Linked DNA regions of Rattus norvegicus: region 1 is linked to region 2. Evidence: chromatin contacts called from public Hi-C data. All regions are on one chromosome and are shown on one strand. Each heading gives the region's core, a stretch centred on a gene start, on an enhancer-like site or on the middle of the called end of the contact. The rest is flanking DNA. Distances are from core to core; before and after follow the strand shown. Region 1 holds the start of Rph3a (rabphilin 3A). Region 2 has its middle 65 kb from the start of Ptpn11.

Region 1 (5,145 bases), core at 1,336-3,835, 110 kb after region 2:
AGACACTCAGGAGGGTGCTGAGCTGAGGGCTAGCCATATTACTTTATAAATTCTGTGACAGAACCCTGTTTCATTGAAGACTTGGGCAGGAGCCCAGCATGCAAACGCAGCTAGAAGCATCCAGTTAAAAGCTGGCTCTTTGGGGTATTTTTTTTTTTTTTACTCTTGCCTAGGAAGTTTAGAGGACCTGATTGGACAAAAGAATGATAAAGACACAGATGTTGCAGACAGACAGATTTCCTCTCCTGTTAGCTGCTGCCTGGCTGTGTGACTTTTGGGGGGCTTCCCTCTTTTCCTCTGGGTTTCTCCTCTGAAGCTGGACAGCTTAACCCACCCCATGCTATTTCGAAGACATAAGACAGTAGCTGTGGTTGGATGGGACACACAGTAGGTGTCTTGGCATTTGGCATTTGGCGGTTCTGTTTCTTCCTGAAGGGAGTTGAATTTGAGCCAGGTCTTTGCAGAATACATGGTCCTCGTGACCCAGAAGCCATACTGGGGGTATGAACTCCCTAGGATCCACTACCACCATCACCAACTATCACCATCACCATTACTTCCACCACCACCACCTATCACTAACACCACCATCACCACCATCACCAACTACCTCCACCATCACCATCACCACCACCACCACCACCACCTATCACCACCTATCACCATCACCATCACTTCCACCACCACCACCTATCACTAACACCACCATCACCAATTATCACCACCACCACCACCATCACCACCTATCACCACCTATCACCACCACCACCACCAACAACAACTATCACCATCACCATCACTTCCACCACCACCACCTATCACTAACACCACCATCACCAATTATCACCACCACCACCACCACCACCACCATCACCACCACCACCAACAACAACTATCAACATCACCACCACCATCACCATCAACACCACCACCACCACCACCAACAACAACAACTATCACCATGGCCACCATCACCACCATTACCACCACCAACACCACCAACACCAACACCAACAACAACTATCACCATGGCCACCATCACCACCATTACCAACACCAACACCAACACCACCACCACCAACAACAACAATTATCACCATGGCCACCATCACCACCCCCACTATAATCATTGCCACCACCACCATCCTCATGCTATAATCATCACCCAGATGACCACAACCATCATCAACACCACCACAGGGATCATCTATAGAGCCATGCTATGAAAGGTCTCTCATATCCTGACAGTTTGAATCCTAGCTCTCAAAGACTCACCCTGGGCCCTGCATGGGAAGCTTTACATGAAGAGAGGGACTCCCCTCACTTTGCTGGGAGGTTCTAAATGGCTCTTGGCTTCTTTGGGCTTTGACGTTCTTTCTCCACCCTGAGCACTTTCTCGTAGTTGGCAGAAGCATCACACCAGGGAGCCGGGATGCTGGTGCCATGGGAACATAAGTCCCATTGTGTATCGCCCCCCTCTCCAGTGATTTATTTCCTGCGTGTTGTGACTTTACCTCAGAAAGCCAGTCTGGTTTGGGGGGATGGGTCTTTGGCAGAGGACCGTGTCTGTTCTGGAACTCCTAAAATTCCCAGCCCCATCCCACTCCAACCACATGCTGCAGATTGGTGTGCACCAGACTCATTGGCTGTCGAGTCCTTTATCTCTGTCAAAACATTTGAATCAGAGGGTGGGTTATAGATCATGGAATCAGAGCAGCCCCTAGTGTGGGCATTCTTATTGCTACCTTAGACTCATTCTTTTTGCCGTGAGGAAGTTGTGGTGGTCATGTCTTCAGTTTGCAGTCGGCAGGGACATGGTAACATTAAACGCTATTCCTAAGGTTGCCCAGACTCCCTGAAATCTGTCAGATGTGGTTGTTTAAACAAATCACCCTCCCCTTCAGCCGCTCCTAGTTTTCTTTTTTTTTTTTTTTTTTTTTTTTTTTTTGGTTCTTTTTTTTGGAGCTGGGGACCGAACCCAGGGCCTTGCGCTTCCTAGGTAAGCGCTCTACCACTGAGCTAAATCCCCAGCCCCCGCTCCTAGTTTTCTTAGCCTTGTTTTCTCCTGCTACCTTCTGAGCCCGAGTTGCAGACTTCAGCAGCAATGTGGATGATCCTGAAAACCACAGAGAGACGCACAGGTACCGGCGAAGATCAGGGGTTGTTATAGCCCATTTGACAATATTAGCCTAAGTGTGCAGTGAGGTAGCCTGTATGCAGTCTGACAGAATCGTCCCGGTTCCTCTACTCTGGCCTCCTCCTTTCTCTGCTGCAGCCATCCAATAACTTCCCCTGTTCTGTCTGGGGTTAGTGGCTGCCCTTCCCCTCCGCTTGCGTCCTGGTGCTGTCCGTGGTACTGACTGCCAATCCGGATCGTTCCCAGGCGCCCAGCCTCCCCTCCTGGCCTCCCACCTCTCCTCCCGCAGGCAACGCGGCACAATGCATCGCGGTGGGAGGCAAGCTGGGCTCCCCTGCGCCGGGAAGCGGCTGCCCCTCCCTCTGGATCACACAGGGTTTTTGCAGTAGGTGACAGCAGGATCGGGCACCAGGGAAGCAATTGATTCGTCTACTGCCCGCATCCCAGAGTTGCCTACGCTGCCCAGAGAGGGAGAGAGGAAAGAGAAGAGGGGAGAGAAAGAGAGACTTACAAAACCTTCCTTCCATGTGGAGTAGTCTGAGTGAATCACTGCCCACCGTTGTAGACTCCAACTGTACTTAGTTTTCTCCTTTGACGGGGGTATTTCTTTCTTTCTTTCTTTTGGCATGATTTAGGGGCATGCATTCATGCTGGTGACTTGATTTTATTTTGGGAAGACAGGGAGAGTCAAATGCACAATTTTCTTTCAGGCATATCTGCTGGTCTTTCAAGCCAAGTCGCTGGCACTTAACATCTCCCCCCGGCAGGGAGTTGGCAAGAATTTGGCTCACGCCTTCTGCTGCAATCCTCCGTTGTCTTGGTGAGTGACATTCTTCGTGGTGGTCCTGCAAATGGACTAGGGGATCTCAGGACCCTAACTGAGATGTGCAATGTTCATGTATGAGCTAGGAAGAGGGGAGCGGGGAGGGTAGGGCTGGCGATAACTGAACACGGTTCTTTGCCTGCATTCTGTAGGCTTTTATCAGCAACACTCCAGAGACAAATAGGATTTTAGTTCAGTGCCCAGGGAGGAGGCAAGAGTGCGCCTGTTCAGGCGACGTGAGCAAGAGAGTGGCTTCTACTCAGTTTGTCCTCTGCAGCAGAAGCTGAGGAAAGTGATTGGCAGCTCTTGAATGAGTTAACCCTTCATGGCCAGAACGGCACAGGGGGCCTCTAAGTGTTTGATTTGGTGGGTAGGCACCTTAGTCCTGGTTGGGAGAGTCACCTGAGCCTAGAAGGTTAACCCTTGCCTGAGCATCCTGGGCCAGCCTTTGCTTAGGACGGGGCTCAGACTGGGCTCTCCGCCAGGACTGGCTGAGTAATTGAATTGTGGTGGGTTCTGCAAACTCAGCTGTCCTGAGATGGGAAAGCGAGGATCCATGAAAGCGCCACCTTCTCGATTGGCATGAATGGTCAAGCAGTCAGCTGCTTGCCGAGCCGAGCTGTGGATGCTCTATTTTTTTTTTTTTACAGGTGGTGTCACCTGTAAGAGATTGGATGGGGGGTATGTATGTGGCTGTGGCACAGGGACTCTGTCACTGAGCCCGTCTCCCCACTGAGAAGAAGGGGAGCATGACATTCCAGTCCCTGGTCCCCAGTTCCAGGACAAACTGTAACCTCTATCCCAGTTTTTTTTCTCTGACATCTCAGTGAGGGGTAACTCCATACCAACCTGTTAGCCAGTGGGAAGCAGAGGTCCCTCACCACGAAGTCCCAAAGCTCGAGTCTTTAATTTTTAAAATGCTTTTGCCGGTAATCTGTGATCTATGGGAGAGGATTCTGCTCTGCTTTCTGCTTTAATTACTTCCTACCTTTTTGGGGAAATGAAAGTCTTTATTTTTAGCCCCGCAATCCACTTCGGCCGTCTCTGTCCGCTGGAATTTCTTTAGGAAGTTGAACTTGGGAGGCAAGAAGAAGACAAGGTTAGCCCCAGGGACTAGCAATCTGGAAATGCTGAGAGGGTCTCACCCAGCCCCAGGGCCATGAGGGGCTAGGGAGCGCAGGGTACAAGCCTATGTGGGCAGGACACAGGAGGAGAGTGTAGCCTGGTGGTCAGTGCCAAGGAGAGGGTCCTCCGAAACCTGGCTGCCAATCTGGGTGACCTTGAGGAATCTGCCTCCCTGGGAAACCATACACATGAATGGAAAGTGAAGAAGCTTGGCTTGCTTGAGTGAGACACTGCAGGCTTGCCCACAGACGATACTTCAAATACTGGACTTTCATGTTCTTTGGTTGGAATGGAATGTGGCTGGACTTTGGAATGGGGAGGAGACGGGCATTGAGGTTCACTGTTGCAATGAGAGTGAATCCTTCACTTGCTGGGCTGTGGGGAGGATGCAGGGGGCCTGGAGATGATCAACAGAGCCCCAGGAGCCCCAGGCAGTGTCACAGATACTGTGGGACATTTCCTTAGTCAACTTCTAGTTTCCAACCCTGCAGCACAATACAGCTCCTTGGACCAGCCCAGGCCCGGGCTGTCCAGATACAAAGGCTTCCTGGCCATCCATCTCCCTTGGTGTGGCCAGGAGCCAGGAGCCTGCCTCCTCCCTGTCACATCTGAAGTGGTGCATTGGGGTGCACCAGTGAGAGAACCTTCCGGAATGATTCTTGGCCTTGGATCAGGGCCCTTGAGTCTCGGGGCCTCTCTTCTCTCTCTGGGCCTCAGTTTCTCCATCTATGCAATGAGTCAGCTGCCCTGGGTGACTCAGGCTTCTTCCAGAACCTCAGATCTTCGTTACAGCCGCTGCTATGGCAAGGAGCGGCCATACTTTTAGGGAGACTTACTATTGTTTCCCTCTGATCCCACTGCTGGGGGAGACCCAGAGAGGGAAAGCAACTTGTCTAAAACCACACAGCAGGTCTTGGAATCCACCGTCATGGATATCAAGGCATTCTCTTACCCTTACATCCTGGTAGCCCCTATTTCTGGTCCCCGGCCTGCGGCGTAGAAAGGACGGATGCCCTCCAAACCTGTCTTGGGTTGGGAAGCTGAGCCCTGGAGACGGATA
Region 2 (5,184 bases), core at 297-2,796:
ACAGCAGAGCCAGGCAGAGGGTGATGGTCTTGGGGGAGGCTCACTGGACCACCCTCCACCAAGCTACTCTATTCCAAACTGTGCCAGTGTGGTCTCAGGGCCCCCTTCTGTCCTTCTTGATGAGATCTATCTGCCTGACCTTCCTCTTTCCCTCCTTCCCTCCTTCCCTCCCTCCCTCCCTCCTTCCCTCCTTCCCTCCTTCCCTCCCTCCCTCCCTCCTTCCCTCTTTCCCTCTTTCCCTCCCTCCCTCCCTCCTTCCCTTCTCTCCCTCCTTCCCTCCTTCCCTTCCCTCCCTTCCTCCCTTCCTCCCTCTTTCTTCTCTTTCCTTTTTTCTTTCTAACTTTGGGACTAGGTTTTTGTATGGCCTAGGCTGGTCTCAAATTCACTAAATAACTGAGGGTGACTTTAAACTCCTGACCCTTCTGCCTCCATTCCCTTGGGATTCCCGGCATGTAATACCACACCTGGCTCAAAACTTCCTTTTGTAGCACCAAGGGTGGGACCCGGGACCTTGGACAGGTGGCACAAGCACCCTACCATGGGGCAACAGCCCTAAGTGTGCAGCTTCCTGAGCCTGAGGTGGCCAGGACACCCATCTGTTCTCCTGTGCAGGCAGATTTCCCTGTGGAGATAAATGTTCTTGAGAATCCTGGGCAAGCCTATGTCAGTTCATCTGGAGGTGAGGGTCTGAATTCTTATTTTACACAGTTAAAATCAATTAATGTTTTGAGACAGGCTCTCACTATGTAGACCAGGCTGGTCTCCAACTCTGTCTGTCTCTGCCTCCTGAGGGCCACTGTGCCTCGCTTTTTTTATTTTTAAAAATTTCTTCCTATAGCCAGGTGGTGGTAGCTCCTACTTTTAATCCCAGCACTCAGGAGGCAGAGATGGGGGCGGGGGGGAATCTCTGTGGGTCTGAGGCCAACCCGCTCTACAGAGCTAGTTCCAGGACAGCCAGGGCTACACAGAGAAACCCTGTCTCGAAAAACAAAATTAAAAATTATTTTAAAATTTTCATTTTTGTCTGCCACATGTCTGCAGTGCCCGTGGAGACCAGAAGAGGGCGTCAGATCCCTCGGAGCTGGAGTTAATGGGCCGTTGAGGGCCACGGTGTAGTTCTGGGAATCAAATCCCATCTTTGCCAGAGGAGCCAATGTTCTCGGAACTCTGCGCCTTGCCTTAGGTTTTGCGTTTATTCATTTGTGTGTGCGTGGGTGGGGGCGGGGATCAGATATGTGCCATTCCATGCGTGTGGAGGTCAGAGGACGATTGGTGGGACTCAGTCCTCTCCTGCCGTGTGAATCCTGGGGCCCAAACTCAGTTCATCAGGCTTGGTGACAAGTCCCTTTAGCTTTGGAGCCATCTTGGTGACCCTCGGATCCGAAGCCTATTTGGTGTCCGTGGCTCACCAACTCTCCAGTCTTCTAGAGCAGACGGGGATCCGAAGACAGTATCGAAATAAAATAAAATTATACCCCAGCCATGGCATGCAACCCCACAGATGCCTGGGAAGCAGCTTCAGATATTCTTAGACATCACGCCAGCTTGTGGAACCCCGGAGCACTTGCCAGATCCCTGTAACCATGGGAAGAGATTGCAGCGGGAAGAGGAAGATGCTGAAATTAGTCTTCTCCGGAGCTGCGGATGTCTGGATCTTGACAGATTTCCAGGCTCCGAAGAAAGTCATGTTCGTCCTCATTCATAGAGCTTCCGCTGTTGCTCTCGGCACACTGAAGTGGGTTCCTCATGGCTTCTTGGGTGCCTTCCTTCCGGATGCTGGTGCCTGGCAGCACCCCTACCTCCAGCTCCTGCTGCCCGAGCACCGGGAGAGCATGGGGGGAGCTGTTGCAACAAAGTTCCTTGATTGCAGTTTGTGGTTGTACCGTGAATGTGCCCTGCATTTGGTGACATGATCATGGATGTGGGGTACTATTCTCCTAGTCCTGATGATGCCCCCCGACCCCAAGCCATGGGCTTTTGACCAGGTTTACAGTCCAGGTATGGACTCTAGAGAGATGGCCCAGCAGTTAAAAACATTTGCTGCTCTTCCAGAGGACCAGGCTTCGGTTCCCAGCATGTCTGTAACTTCAGGTCCAGGGGATACAATGCCCCCCGTTTCTGGTCTCCTTTGTGTCTGCACAGTGTGCATACATACATGTCAGTGAAACACCCAAACACACAGAGTTTAACAATCTGCTGTAGTATCAGGCATGAAATTGTTCTAGTAGAGTGGGTCTCTTCCCCTCCTCCTCCCCTCCCCAAGTCCTCCCCTTCCCTCCTCCTCCCCTTCCCCTTCCTCCCTCCTCCCCTTCTCACCTCCTCACCTTCACTTCTCCTCTGCTCCTCCTTTTCCCTTTCTAAGAGAAATCTCCCCTTTCCCCATCCTCTACGTCTGCTTCCTTTTCTTCTTTCTCCCTCTGAAAGGACAACATAAACCCCACTTGTCTCCATTTAAAGACCAGCTCTGATTTTGAAAAGTAGACCATAGACACCAGCTCCAGTAACAGACCATGAAATCCAGGAACAATGTCATAAAACCCCTCCCAACAAACAGGCTGGGGATAACCACAAAAGCGGGGAACTATCTCATCTCAGGATGGGCCATCTGTGCTGGGCAGCCCTATCTCATTCTGTGGTTAAACGTTCATGACACAGGAATGCAGACCACTGACCGCCTGTGACCCCTTAGCACCCACCAGTGAAAGTTTAGATTACCTAATCCTTCTGGAGAGTCCCCCTGGTCCCCTATAAGAAGGCCGGCATGCCTCATTTGGAGAATGGTTGACTCTGCATGCTGGATGTTTCTGAATCTCTTTGTCTTTGCATACTCAGTCTGGAGTTTTCCTTCAGCCATTTTGGGCCCTTATATCCCTTCCTCCCTCCCTCCCTCCCTCCCTCCCTCCCTTCCTTCCTTCCTTCCTTCCTTCCTTCTTTCTTCTTCCTTTCTTCCTTCTTTTCTCCTCCTTTCCTTCTCCTCTTCCTTCCATCCCCTCCTCCTCCTCCTGCTCCTCTTCCTCCTCCTCCTCCTCTTCCTCTTCCTCCTCCTCCTCCTCTCTTGGCAGGCTCTCAGTAGATAGCCTAGGCCACTCTTAAACTTGCTGTCCTCCTGCCTCAGCCTCTTCAGTGCTGGGATGACAGGCTTGTACTACCATATCCAACTTTAATTCTTCTTCCGCACAAGGAACCCAGACCCTGAGAGAGGAAAGTCAAGTGGCTCGCTTTCTGCCAGAGGCAGCTCTATCAACTGTTTTCATCCCCCAGCTTGAGCCTGGCATTTTTTTTTTATTAAAAAGTGTGTGTGTGTGTGTGTGTGTGTGCATGCGACCATCAGGTGTCAGGAGCTGTCCACCTTGGTTTTGAGACAGGGTCTCTCGTGGGCCCAGAGCTTGCCCAGTAGGCTTGCCTGTTTCTGCCTCCCCAGAAGGAGGGCTGGGCTGGTCATGGGCTGGGTGACAGGAAGATGCTGAAGCAACTTCTAGCAGGAAGTGGCTCCCCTGCTTGCTCCAAGGCTTTAGGACCCTCCTCCTCCTACGGTCTTCTCCGCTCACTGTAGAGCAAGTTCACCCCACGGAGAGGACAATGTTTGCATAATAGCAGCTGGCAGGTAAATGGTGCCAACGGCTCTCTCTCCAGATTATTAATCATTCGCTTCCATCCAGCTCGAGCTAAGAGGATGGGACAGAAAACCAAAGCTAGAAAGAACCAAGTGGAGGCTCCCGGCATGTCTAACAAAAACTTTATTTTGAAAATACAGCCCGGTGAGATGATCAGCAGGTAAAGTCACTCAAGTCACCCAATGACTTGAGTTTGAGCCCCACATGGTGGAGGGAGAGAATTGTCCTGAAGTTGTCCTCTGACGTACACACACATGCACAAGCACAGGCACACACACGCATGCGCTTGCACACTATGCCCAATGCATACATGCATGCATACAAACATGCGCAGAGGCAAAATTAATAATATGTAGTAAAACAGGGAAAACATTGCTTTTTTTTTTTTTTTTGGTTCTTTTTTTTTCGGAGCTGGGGACCGAACCCAGGGCCTTGCGCTTCCTAGGTAAGGGCTCTACCACTGAGCTAAATCCCCAGCCCCAACATTGCTCTTTTGCTGGGCATGGTGGAGCATGTCTGCAATTCTAGCATTCAAGAGGTGGAAGCTGACCTCAGGTGCTCATGATTTCTTGGCAAGTTCTCTGGACTGAGCCTATCTCTCAGCCTGCACATGCCTGTTTTCTCTCTCTCTCTCTCTCTCTCTCTCTCTCTCTCTCTCTCTCTCTCTCTCTCTCTCTGAGTACGCTGTACTTGTCTTCAGACACACCAGAAGAATGCATGGGATTCCATTACAGATGGTTGTGAGCCACCATGTGGTTGCTGGGATTTGAACTCAGGACCTCTGGAAGAGCAGTCAGTGCTCTAACCACTGAGCCGTCTCTCCAGCCTCATATGTCTGTTTTAAAAAAAATTCCAACATAATATTTTTTATTGACTTGGTAATTTCACATCATGTATCCTGATCACACGTATTTCCCAGTCCTCCTGGATCCATTCTCCCACCCTTTAACTCCATCCCACCCCCCAAGAAGAAGAAGAAGAAGAAGAAGAAGAAGAAGAAGAAGAAGAAGAAGAAGAAGAAGAAGAAGAAGAAGAAGAAGAAGAAGAAGGTCAAAGATCAAATCCAGTTTCTGTTGTCCATATACTCATTGGGGCATGGTCAAACTCCTGGAGGCCAGCCCCTTAAAGAAAACAGAGTCCTTCCCTGCCTGCATCCCTGCCCGAAGCCATTGATTGTCAAGAGCTTCACTTCAGCATCCACATCACAATGTTTAAGAGATCTCATCCATGGCTTTCTGTCTAAGCTGTAACTTTCTTTCTTGGGGGTGGGGTGGGTTGTCACAGAAGCCTTCTATGTCCCTGTTTCTCAACTCTGAGTCTGTACTCATTCAATACAGAAGTAGCTTCCTCACCCTTTACAGTCAGCAGGAGCATGGATCGGGGACTTCTTTCTGATGACAGCGTGGTCCACGGACATTCACATAGTCTCCAGTGTCAGCACAGACCACAGACCTCAGCATGGTCTCTGATGGCAATCCGGACCATCGACATCAATCAACACAGCCCTCTGCTGTAGCATGGGCCATGGGCACCAATATGGTCCCTGGCAGTAGCCTGGCACACGATGTCT

The links. Hi-C and Micro-C count contacts between places; a contact is called where the count stands out from the background.
Region 1: a Hi-C map of frontal cortex shows a contact between it and region 2, with 2.9 times the contacts expected there. The contact joins the promoter of Rph3a here to the enhancer-like site in region 2. A contact is called at or near these places in 2 of 12 Hi-C or Micro-C datasets (frontal cortex and prefrontal cortex).

Annotation. Positions count from the first base shown.
Region 1 is chr12:41,200,977-41,206,121 of GRCr8, forward strand. Rph3a (rabphilin 3A) reads left to right here and starts at 2,586. Exons shown (of 22, transcript NM_133518.2): 1 at 2,586-2,737; 2 at 2,848-2,957.
Region 2 is chr12:41,088,850-41,094,033 of GRCr8, forward strand. No RefSeq gene overlaps it. Among named protein-coding and RNA genes, the nearest start is that of Ptpn11, 65 kb to the left of the region's middle. Within about 2 kb of position 1,547, at least 11 of the 93 cell types and tissues checked have an H3K27ac peak or open chromatin away from gene starts, as enhancers often do. A contact at or near this core is called in prefrontal cortex, where this site is marked.